Linked DNA regions of Mus musculus: region 2 is linked to region 1. The links are chromatin contacts, called in public capture Hi-C maps. All regions are on one chromosome and are shown on one strand. The core of a region is the stretch at or near the end of the contact, and the rest is flanking DNA. Distances in the headings are between cores, read along the strand shown. Region 1 holds the start of Snw1 (SNW domain containing 1). Region 2 holds the start of 4930473H19Rik (RIKEN cDNA 4930473H19 gene).

Region 1 (5,219 bases), core at 1,842-4,341:
TATAGCCCCCCCCCCTCCCCTCCCCACCCATTCCCGCTTCCTGGCCCTGGCGTTCCCCTGTACTGGGGCATATAAAGTTTGCAATACCAAGAGGCCTCTCTTCCCAGTGATGGCCGACTAGGCCATCTTCTGCTACATATGCAGCTAGAGATAGGAGCTCTGGGGGTACTGGTTAGTTCATACTGTTGTTCCACCTATAGGGTTGCAGACCCCTTCAGATCCTTGGGTGCTTTCTCTAGCTTCTCCATTGGGGGCCCTGTGTTCCATCCAATAGATGACTGTGAGCATCCACTTCTGTATTTGCCAGGCACTGGCATAGCCTCATATGAGACAGCTATAACAGGGTCCCTTCAGCAAACTCTTTCTGGCATATGCAATAGTGTCCGGGTTTGGTGGCCTTCCTAATTTTTAACAAGGCCTATTTAGGTAGTCCAGGCTGGTCTTGAACTTGTCCCTGTCTAGCCTCAGCCTCTAGAGTAATGAGATTATAGAGGAATTCCACATTATGCTACTGTGCTTTCCTATTGGTTTTTCTGTTTTCATTGTCAGCAGACAGACTCTCACTGTGTAGATCCAGCTGCTTCCCCAGTTTTGGGATTAAAGCTGTCTAGACCATGTGTATACCATCCAACTTTCTGCATTATGATTAACTATTCATTTACCAGACAGAGCAACCTGAGCTGCCATGTGGGTGCTGGGAAACATACCAGGTCCTCTGCAAGAACAGCCACTGCTTTGAACCACTGACCTATTCCTCCCCAGTCCGTATTTGCTAGTTTTATAAACAACATTTAAAAACACAGAAATGAAAGCTTTGTAGTCCTCAAGCCCGACCATTTTGAGACTTCACCTTTTAGCATTGCTGATAGGCACTCAAGACATATTATACCTCTGGCGTTCTTCTTGTGTGCATCCATTTCAAATTCTACTTTCCCTCTCATGGTCCTACTAATCTGTATCATAGTGCCTGAAGAAGACTCGAATATTTGCTATCTAAAACACTCAGTCAGCACAACTCACTCTTATTTTTCTGTACCGAGGCTAGGACCACACATCTGTTGATGTACCAGTACATCATCTGTTGGTTCCAGTTTCATTTCTGTGGCTGTTGTTAAAAAACTGCGGCAAAACACAATTTACAGGAGGAAGGGCTTATCTGATGTCTTAGTCACTGTATGTATTCTTGCACAAAACATCATGACCAAGAAGCAAGTAGGGGGAGGAAAGGGTTTATTGAGCTTACACTTACACAATGCTGTTTATCACCAAAGAAAGTAAGGAAAGGGACTCGCACAGGGCAGGAACTTGGAGGTAGGAGCTCATGCAGTACCCATGGAGGCTGCTGCTTTCTGGATTGCTTCCCCTGGCTTGCTCAGTTCGCTTTCTTATAAAACCCAGAACTACCAGCCCAGGGATGACACAACCCACAATTGGCTGGGCCCTCCCGCCTTTGATCACTAATTGAGTAAGTGCCTTACAGCTGGATCTCGTGGAGGCATTTCCTTAAGTGAGGCTCCTATCTGTGTGATAAATTGAGCTTGTGTCAAATTGACACACAAACCCAGCCAGTACATTTGGCTTTTAATTCCAGGTTAAAACCCACGAGAGATGTCAAGGCAGCTAGTGAAATCCCACAGACAATCAAGAGCAAGAGGGACTTGCTTTCTTGCAGAGAAGGAAGGAGGGAGGCAAGCAGGCAGGCAGGCTAGGCACCATGTAAGCTGCTTGCTGGTTGGCAGAGTGGCTTATACTCATCTAGCTTATACTGTTCAGGATATCCCGCCTAGGGAATGGAGCAGCCATTAGTGGTTTGGATCTTCCTGCATCTCTTAGCAAGAAAAACAATCCTTTCCAGACATGTCCATAAGCCAATCTGTTCTAGGCAATTTTTTCACCTGATATCTTTTGACCAGGTGTTAAGCAGACAGTTAAAGCTAACCAGGTCAGTGTTATTCTGTTTTTGTTTTTAAATCCTGGCCTTAAACTACCTATACAGACCTGATTGGCCTTGGAACTCTGAGATCCTCCCGCCTGCACTATTTTCATCCGTGTACCCACTTGTCCATCTTCCCGGTTTAAAAAAAATTTTTTTTTCATTCTACATATACTACCTCTAGGGCAAAGCAGGACAACAAACCTTAATTCATATAACCAAAATATTCTTAGGATTCATATTGTTATGAGCCAGGAAAAAATATGAGAAGTGGGTTTAACAGGTACAATCCAAGGCCCTAAAGTGAATACCTTCTTTAAAATCAGACTTTTCCAGCTGAGTTTGCATGGAAAGTTTTTCCACTTACAGCAGTTGGGAGTTACATAACTTTTTGGAAGTCTCCCACTTAGCATTTTCTTTTCCTTAAAGGTTGGAAACACTTTACATACAGTAACCAGGGCAACCAGGAACAGCAAAAGCCGGAGGTGGTTCTATGTACAAAAGAAATTCTAAGATCCAAAGTTAAAAGGTGGAGCGGCGCGCATTTAGTCAACAGCAGCCCCTACTGCTGTCAATTAAAAAAAAACTTGGTCGGTTCTCGGACGTTCCCAACTCTTTGTTTTTTTGTTTTGTTTTTTTTTTTTTTTTTGCAAAAATCTTTGTTTCGGGAGAGAGAGAGTAGCAGGAGAAAATGAGAAGCACAAAACATACAAGCGGCTGGAAAGCCTCCCACGAGACGGGCGAGCTTTGCTTAGCGGGGTTAAATAAGCCGCGGCTTCGCAGTGCAACCATCTCAGCCCGCAGTCCACAAGGCGCTCGTCAATCTACCGCGCCGCTTACGCGAAGCACATGTGAGGTCCTCGCGGCGAGGCCATGTCAGGGCTCTCGGAACAGGGGGGGGCGAACTCAACCCGGGAAGCCCCGAAGGAAAGACCCCGGCTTCGGCGCGGCCTAGTCGCGGAGGAAGCCCGAGAGAGGTTCCAGCCACGGTTTTGACTAAGTTACTTCTGCGCCTCAGGCCAGGTCACAGCCCGAACAGTACGGGCAGAAAGGAAAAGATGTGTACTCCAGACCCTTCCGTATCGAGGACCCAAATCAACAACCCACCTGGTGAGCGCCATCTTCTTCCGCTTCTTCCTGCGCAGGCCACAACGTCGCCGGGCGAGTCTTGCCCGGGAACGAGGAACACAATGGAAAAATGCTCACTGCGCAGGCGCTCTGACCGAACGGCCCTCTGGGCCTTGTAGTTCTTTGAGAGAGACTTGTGACAGCCAGTCTGTTGAAAGTGCGTTAGCAACAACTACCTTAGCATACGAAATTCCTTACTTCTGTAGATTTTACAGGCTACAGGGTCTCTGTTTAACATGTCAGTAGTGATAATACAAAATATGATATAAAGCCTTATTTTGGGACGCTAATACTATTATCCAACTCTGCTTTAAGGCCGCTACACATAGTACTGCTTAAGAGTTTTGAATAGGATGCAAAGTCTGGCTGATCCCCCACTATAAGCCACCCTCCGTGCATATAGTTAATCGTTGTGTTAACAGTCATCTACTTTAAATTTTGCTTCACGAATGAATTATTTAAAAAACAGTGTGGGGTGTGGCAAATAAAGAAGATGCTAGAAATTAAGATCAATGAGCGTAGATTTAGTTCAGCTGATAATTTGGAGCTGAAGTAGGACTGAGACAGGTAAGAAAGACAATTATTTCTTTCTGAGATAGGGTTTTTCTGTGTAGTCCTGGCTGCCTTGGAACTTTTCCTATAGACCAAGCTGGTCATGATCTGACATCAGCTTGACACTGCCTCCTAAGTGTTAGGATCAAAGGTCTTTGCCACTGAATGCAGCTCAAGAAAGACAGTTCTTAGTCCAGCAGTTGAGGCACATGCCTTTAATCCCAGAGGTAGATCACTGTGAGTTCAAAGCCAGTCTGGTCTACAGAGCTAGTTCTAGGATGGCCAAGACTACACAAAGAAACCCTGTCTCAAAAGACTAAAACCAAACTGTCTTAGTGTACCCATTACTGTGAAAAGATGCCATGACTGAGGCAACTTTTATAAAGGAAAATATCACTTGTAGCTGGCTTAAATTTTCAGGGGTTCAGTTCATTATCATTATAGCAGCATCCAGGCAGACATAGTGCTGGAGAAGGAGCTGAGAGTTCAGCAAGCCAATTTGAAGGCAGTAAGGAGAGACTGCTTGTCTCACTCTGGGCAGAGCTTGAGTAGATATAGATCTCTTCAAAGTCCTACATCCACAGTGGCAAACCTCCTCCAACAATGCCATACCTCCTGAGAGTACCACACCTTGCACTAAGCATAAGTAAATCACCACGCCAAACAAACAAAAGGACTCTTCTTGCCACACACTGGTTTTCTATGGTAATGAGAGACTAAAGAGGCTACTGAGGGCAATGTTAAAATAATGAATGTGGGAAATCAGAAAGGCATAGCCCAAAACCTAGGATGTAGGATTGAAAGAAAGGGATGGATATGTATTCTGACAGTCAATTCTCATTTTCCACAGAGACATATCGTTTGGGGTGCTTGTACCCTGATGATCCCTAATCATCCCATGGTTATATAGAGAACAGCAATTTTACTACAACACAATTAAGAGAGTAGATCTGGCTGGGCAGTGGTGGTGCACACCTTTAATCCCAGCACTTGGGAGGCAGAGACAGGTGGATTTCTGAGTTTGAGGCTAGCCTGGTCTACAGAGTGAGTTCCAGGACAGCCAGGGCTACACAGAGAAACCCTATCTTGAAAAGCCAAAAAAAAAAAAAAAAGAAGAAGAAGGAGGAGGAAGAGGAGGAGGAGAAAGAAGAAGAAGAAGAAGAAGAAGAAGAAGAAGAAGAAGAAGAAAAGAGAGAGAGAGAGAGAGAGAGAGAGAGAGAGAGAGAGAGAGAGAGAGAGAGAGAGCTCTGTAGAACTGATTGGGTGACACAGTGGGTAAAGGCCCTTGCTGCCATGCTTGACTGCCTGCGTACAGTCTCACATACATGGAGAAATCAGAATCTCTCAGGTTGTTCTCTGACCTACTCATGCGTGTTGTGGTAGTTTTACACACACAGACTCATACACTATATGTAACAAAACTTAATTTATAATTCTAGGTATACGGGGTATTTGTCTGCATGTATATATGTACCACATGCATGCCTGGTGCCCGAGGCTAGAAGAGGATATTGGACCCCTTGGGTACTACAGTAGCAGATGTTCATAAGCCACTAATGTGGGTGTTGGGAATTAAACACAGGTTCTCTGGAAGAGTAGTCAGTGC
Region 2 (5,825 bases), core at 2,248-4,747, 970 kb after region 1:
GAATTCAGCCCCTTTCAATGGTCCTGAGGCCCCCAGGCTGGGCTTAGTCGTGTGACAGCCACTTTTATTTTTTTGTTCACTTGCTCTGTCCCTACTTCAGTGGCAGCTGAGGGTCATCTGAGGATACCTGATGAGATGCAGTTTACGTAGGCTGTTCTGTCCAGGTGCCTGGATCTGATGCATAGTACCCTGGCCCACTGCGTGTTTCATGAGACACAAACAGAAACACAACAAATGAAGTCAGTTGGTGTAAGGTCACAGGTCTAGCCCGTGAGTGACTAGACAAGACCGAAAAGAAATTAGACAACGGTCCAGTGTAATTAAAATTGGTTTTGTTAGAAATTGACCATGGTAACCCTGTGTGATGGTTGTCAGGATGGCACCTGGTACATCACAGAGGACATAAGGTTCCAGACAGAGCAGCACATGTCCTTTGGGTGATGGGTTTGCAATAGATTTGGAACTTTCTCTTTCTCACGTGTTAAACAGCACCAACGGAGGGAGGCACAGAATCTGCCTGTCAGTGGGGATCCAGAGAGTCCTTCTGGAGGTTGGAAATGGAGTGTGGGAAGTGAGGGGACACTGTCACTAAGCCCACCACGCCTGAGGAGCCTCGGCACGTGCTTGGCTCCTCCCACTGGGCTCTTGTCCTCTGTCTCTGATGTTTAACTCACACCATCAGAACCACACCACATGCCAGGTCAGACTCCCCACCCCACCCCACCCCACCCCACCCCACCCCTGTCGTCTCATCACTCAAGGATCCACGGGGAACCCAGGTGTCCAAATGCTGCATTCTTCATCTAGATGGGCAAGCCTCGGTCTTGTCAAGTCTGGATGCTTCTTTATTCCAATTTTTTTAAAATTATGAAGTCTTATCTTATGCAGACAACATAGAAAATAAGGCAGGGTGAGTATCTCTCTTATAAAAAATGCTTGGGTCCAGGAGTGTTTTGGGCTTTTTTGGATTATGGAATTTTGCACCTATATAATGAGGCATCTTGGGGATGGTCCTGTGTCTAAAGAAAGAACTCATTTATGTCTCATATACATTTTACCTTGTAGCCTGAAGGCAAATTTTATATAATAATTTTAGTGCTCTTGCATTTTTGAATGCAGCCTGCCATGAGATCAGGTGTGAACATCTCCATGTGTGATATAATGCGGGCACTTAGGAAGTCTTGGAGCACTTGTGATGCTAGAACCTTGAGTCAGGCATGTTCAGTCCATATCACAACTGTTTCAATCCCAGCCTCAAGGCTGAAGCAAGTGAAGTTATCAGCTGCAGTGGGAAGCACCTTCTCTACCCTTAGCAGGTTGAGCAAGAACAGCTCTGCCTAGGGATTTCGGTCAGTTATTGAGAACTTGCCCACCTACCATGCGCAAGGCCCTAGGTTTAGCCTCTGGCACAGGCAACCACCATCACCAACAAAACAATGACAAAAATTTGAACAAATATGGGCGTGGCCACATCACAGATAATGGAAGTTGCCTTAAACAAGGCTTCCTAACTGTACAGATTTGTAAAAAAAAGAAATCACAGGAACTCTCAGAGCCCCGATTAGTGACATGACATGTTCCTACATGTCTCCCATGATTGTGTGGATTTGGAGCAAGATGCTGGGTACCCAGCCAGGCAGTACCTAGCCAACAGTCGTCAAGGTTACTTCTGGATGCTGTTCTCTTCTTAACATTTTGGACTTGGTACAATTATTGTGGCAGAGGCCAGGAAAACAGTTCTCTCTCCCATGTGTATTTCACGGGAGACCCAGGCAGGGCATAGAGCAAAAGCTCAGGGCTTTTCTATACCTGCCCTTGCTCTGAACTAATGACATGGAGACCTGCTGTATTTATTAAAAAGCTTCTTGCACTTTAGTTGGACGGGGTTCTCATCTGTTTTAACTCAACTATGCCAGTCTGGCCTACTTCCCAGCCACCTGCCATCTTGGTCCTGCTCTGGCTGCTCCTGCTCCGTCCGTCCTTTCCATGGTGTCTCTGTCTCTCGTAGCCTCTCATGGCAACTTCTTCATGGTGACCTCCCTCCTCTCCTTCCTCCACCCAGGATCCCCCTCACTGGGATCGGAAGTCTCATCTCTTCTCTCCCGTCCAGCTATTGGCTGCTCAGCTCTTTATTAACCAACCAGAGGTGACAGAAAACAATTTTTACATGAAAGTAAGACAGGAGATGCTTGGCAATGCCTGTCAGGGCTGCGACCTGATCTCTGGGCCCAGTAATCAGCATCTGAATACACAGCGCACAGAATCATCCCCCAGCGGGGTAGGACATGTACCTTCCGTGGTGGGGGCCGTGGGCTGACTGGCTGACAGGTTGCTTGGTGGCTTTCAGGTGCTTGTCCTGGCCGTGAAGCAACTTTTCCCAGATTTTGAATTCATGTGGCTGGTGGATGAAGCGAAGAAGAACCTGCCTCTCGAGTTGGACTTCCTGAATGAAGGGAGGAACGCTGAGAAAGTGGCCCACATGCTCAGGCACTTTGACTTCCTAAAGGTAGGAGAGCGGGACCGTCAAGGATGAGTGCAGGGGTCGGTTGGGCCCTACCCTGGCTGTCCCTACATAGAGGGCGTGAGCTGGGACATCTCTTGGCCAAAGTTTCTAACTTAAGGTGAGTGATTTGTAATTGGAGATCCACATGGAAGCCCCTTGAAGGCAATTTCCAAGAGTGAACCCTAATATGATTGTTGAACCAGCTGTTCATTGCATGCTTGACACTGAGTACCCCGTGGGCCTGTGTTCTATGGCCTCTCCCTCCACAGAACATGCAGTGAGTGACGGTGACAGCTAACACTTCTGTACTCTGATCCGGCTCCAAAAATGCATGTTACATTTGCTCCTGTAGTACAGTTTTGTTACAACAGTGTTTCTAGACAACACTACAGTATGCAGAACTATAGAGCAGAAACCTTGGGGCTCCCCAGAGAACCAGGCACATAGGCTCCTCAGTGACACAGAAAAAGAAGTATAAGGCTTTAGGGCCTCAAAGGTGTATTCACTTGCACATACCAGTTTTCCTCTTCCTTATCCTACATTTATTATTTCCTTGGTCTCTTGGTGTATTGTGGGAGGCCCCCTTTTGGTGCCGCTCTAGAAACTTCCCACTTAATGGGAGAAAGCAGATACATTATTGCCTGTCTTACAAAGTGTTGTGCACACAGTGGACCTTCATATTTATTTTGGTGGCTTCCCATGAGGAAACGCTTAATCTACCCAGGACAGGGAGCTCAGAAAGGCCTCCAAAAAGGGCTGACTTCAGGGGGGAGAATGCAGTATTTAGTGAGCGAGCATTTCAGTGTGTCAGGCCCTGTCGTACTGACAGGATGCTGACACATCCTGATGGTGAGCCCTTCTAGCCCATCCCTCTACACAGCCGTGTCTTGGGTAGAGTTCCAGTTTTAGCCCAGGCTCTCTGACTCTGTGTCTGCTGCTTACCTCAGAGTTTCTGCCACCTTTAACCTGGCAGAGGTGCCCCTTAGTGCCAGAGTGCGGAGCCAGACAAACGCAACAATCTCCTCCACCGTTTCCATGGAAACAGCAGAATCATCCTCTGGCTGGAGCCAACTAGCAACTGCCAGACCAAGACATGTAATAATAATAATAATAACAACAACACAGATTTTTGAAACAAGGATGCCAAATTGGTAAATAATTAACATACTGATCTGACCCACTGCTGCCAGAACTCACATACCATTCCTAAGACAATGGAGGAATGAAGGCTCCTAAGTAATTAATTTTGCCTAAGCACATCATAAGCAGGAAGCAAATTCTGCACGGTGAACCCAGCTCAGCTTTTAAAACTGTAGATAGATTGCTCTTGCATGCTGGCACCCCATCACAACATCTGTGCGTAATTAAGTCTCAGCAACGAGTTTGCCTCTCATGTGCGAGGCCTCTTCCAGTGCTAAGGGGTGTTTAATATCCTCGACCCTTCACAGTAAATCTTTGGGTCTCAGCCCATCTCTGAATAAAATAGAGAGGATGCCAGAAGAAGGTGAAGGGCAGCCAGACTGAACAATACGGATCTGAGCATGCGTAGAATAGGGCTGTGCCAGGCATTCAGACTTGTGATTAACCTGAGGGATAGTTGGGGACAGGAAGGAAAGGAGAAACAGTCTACGCATGGGTTTGAAACCAGTTTAGATAAAAGCTCGAGTGGAGATGAGAGTGTGTCACATCAGGCAGGGTCACTCCAGAGTTTTTTGTGTGAGGTCAGGACCCTGGGGGATATGTGAGCTCTTGGAGAAGTGTCACAGCTTATTAGACTTTCAAAGATGAGCAACATGTATAATAACATATGACCTTTTAATGTGTTAGTCACTTCTAAAAGTGTTTCACATATATTTACCCTTTAATCTGTAGAGTGGCCTCACAAAGGAGGTACCATTTTGAACCCTGTGCCATTGGTGGGGAAGCAGAAGTCCCAAGGGATCGAGCCATTAGCCTAGGTTGACAGAGTAAACCAGCAAGGGGAAGAAGCAGGGTTAGGGGGGAGACAGCGTGGCTTAAAGCCTGCACATCAAACTGTGTAGTACTTGTTTGAAACATTTCTGAGTCACAGAAGACAACTATGTTGCATGATGTTTGCATGAGTGTGTGAGCGTATGGCATTGACTCAGCTCTGAGGTGGATCAGGATCCTCATGGGTCACTGCGTAGCTGTCACGGGACAGCCACTGTTTAACCAACAGCTCAGCATTTGGTTCTGTGTGGGACACTTGTCCTCTCTCCACGCCAGTGGTGCGTGAGGTGAAGCAGGCTCTTCTATAGCCACCCACATCATCTTACTAGGGGTGCATTAGGTCTCAGAGAGGTTACCATGTGTCCACAGTCAATAAAGCAAGTAGGAGGCCGAGCTCTGACTTCTGGAGGACTGTATCCTGCATGATAGCAGAGGCTTCACGGTGCACAGAGTAGAGGTGCATGGTCAGGCCCCACCACGAGGCCCAGGCTACCCAAGCAAGGTCGTGGGACTTTTTATAGAGGTTGGGTGGTCCTGATGTGGTAGCAGGTGGAGCTCTCAGGTGGGCCGTTGTGGGGGGCTACCCTGTATGACATAGACCCTGAGCCAGGGTCTCATAGGCCAGAGGTGGCCCTGCTAGGGCCAGTGAGTCCCTGGTGAGATGCGTCCCTAAGCTTGCTTCCTTTATAGCCAGGTGCCAATTTTTTTTTCCTTCCTGGATGGAAGAAGGAGATGGGCAGTGGTGAGACATAGCCATTTGGGGACTTGAGGGACAAGTCATGTACTTTTGCTGTTTCGTGATTTTGTGGTCATTTCCATGTGATAATCCAGCCCCGAGTGGCTGAGGAAAAGGGCGTGTGATTATCAGGCTGGAGTGGTCACATCACAGGGAATGAAGGTATGGGAAGGAGTCCCTGGCTTATTCCTGCCCGTGCCCAGGCAGCCCAGAGAGACTTCAGCTTTGGGCTCTCACCCCACCCTTGGTGCTCTCCTGGCTGTCCTCCAAATGACCTAGTAGGACCTGCTGGGGCTCTGGCCTAATGTTTACAGAGCTCCAAGGCCCACTGCCAAGCTGAGGTTTCCAAATCAATGGATAAACTTAACCAAAGGTACCCAAGTAGTATACCTTTCCCCTGGAGACCAGGAGCAACGATAATGACAGACATGGACTTGTTTCGAGTTGACAAGTGTGTCTGAATCTTACATTCAAAGCAACAGAGAGGCATAAACGTCTTGATCAACCTAGATTTCCAAATGGTGAAAATTTAACTTAGGCTCATCTGCTTCTTAGCACCAGGGCTTCACATATAGGTAGCTCCATGCCCTGCAGGGCCCCTTGCCAGGGAAGGAA

What was found. Capture Hi-C pulls out chosen DNA fragments and counts their contacts.
Region 2: a capture Hi-C map of macrophages shows a contact between it and region 1, with 2.8 times the contacts expected there. The contact joins the promoter of 4930473H19Rik here to the promoter of Snw1 in region 1. A contact is called at or near these places in 1 of 39 promoter capture datasets (embryonic stem cells), 1 of 115 datasets of contacts at active chromatin or transcription factors (stem cell-derived neural progenitor cells) and 1 of 9 other capture datasets (macrophages).

What each region holds. Positions count from the first base shown.
Region 1 is chr12:87,469,208-87,474,426 of GRCm38.p6, forward strand. It overlaps Snw1 (SNW domain containing 1), which reads right to left and starts at 3,092. Exons shown (of 14, transcript NM_025507.2): 1 at 3,041-3,092. The coding sequence starts at 3,054.
Region 2 is chr12:88,438,736-88,444,560 of GRCm38.p6, forward strand. 4930473H19Rik (RIKEN cDNA 4930473H19 gene) reads right to left here and starts at 3,498. Exons shown (of 3, transcript NR_166711.1): 1 at 3,446-3,498; 2 at 2,292-2,500. It overlaps Adck1 (aarF domain containing kinase 1), which reads left to right. Exons shown (of 11, transcript NM_001277297.1): 6 at 2,348-2,506.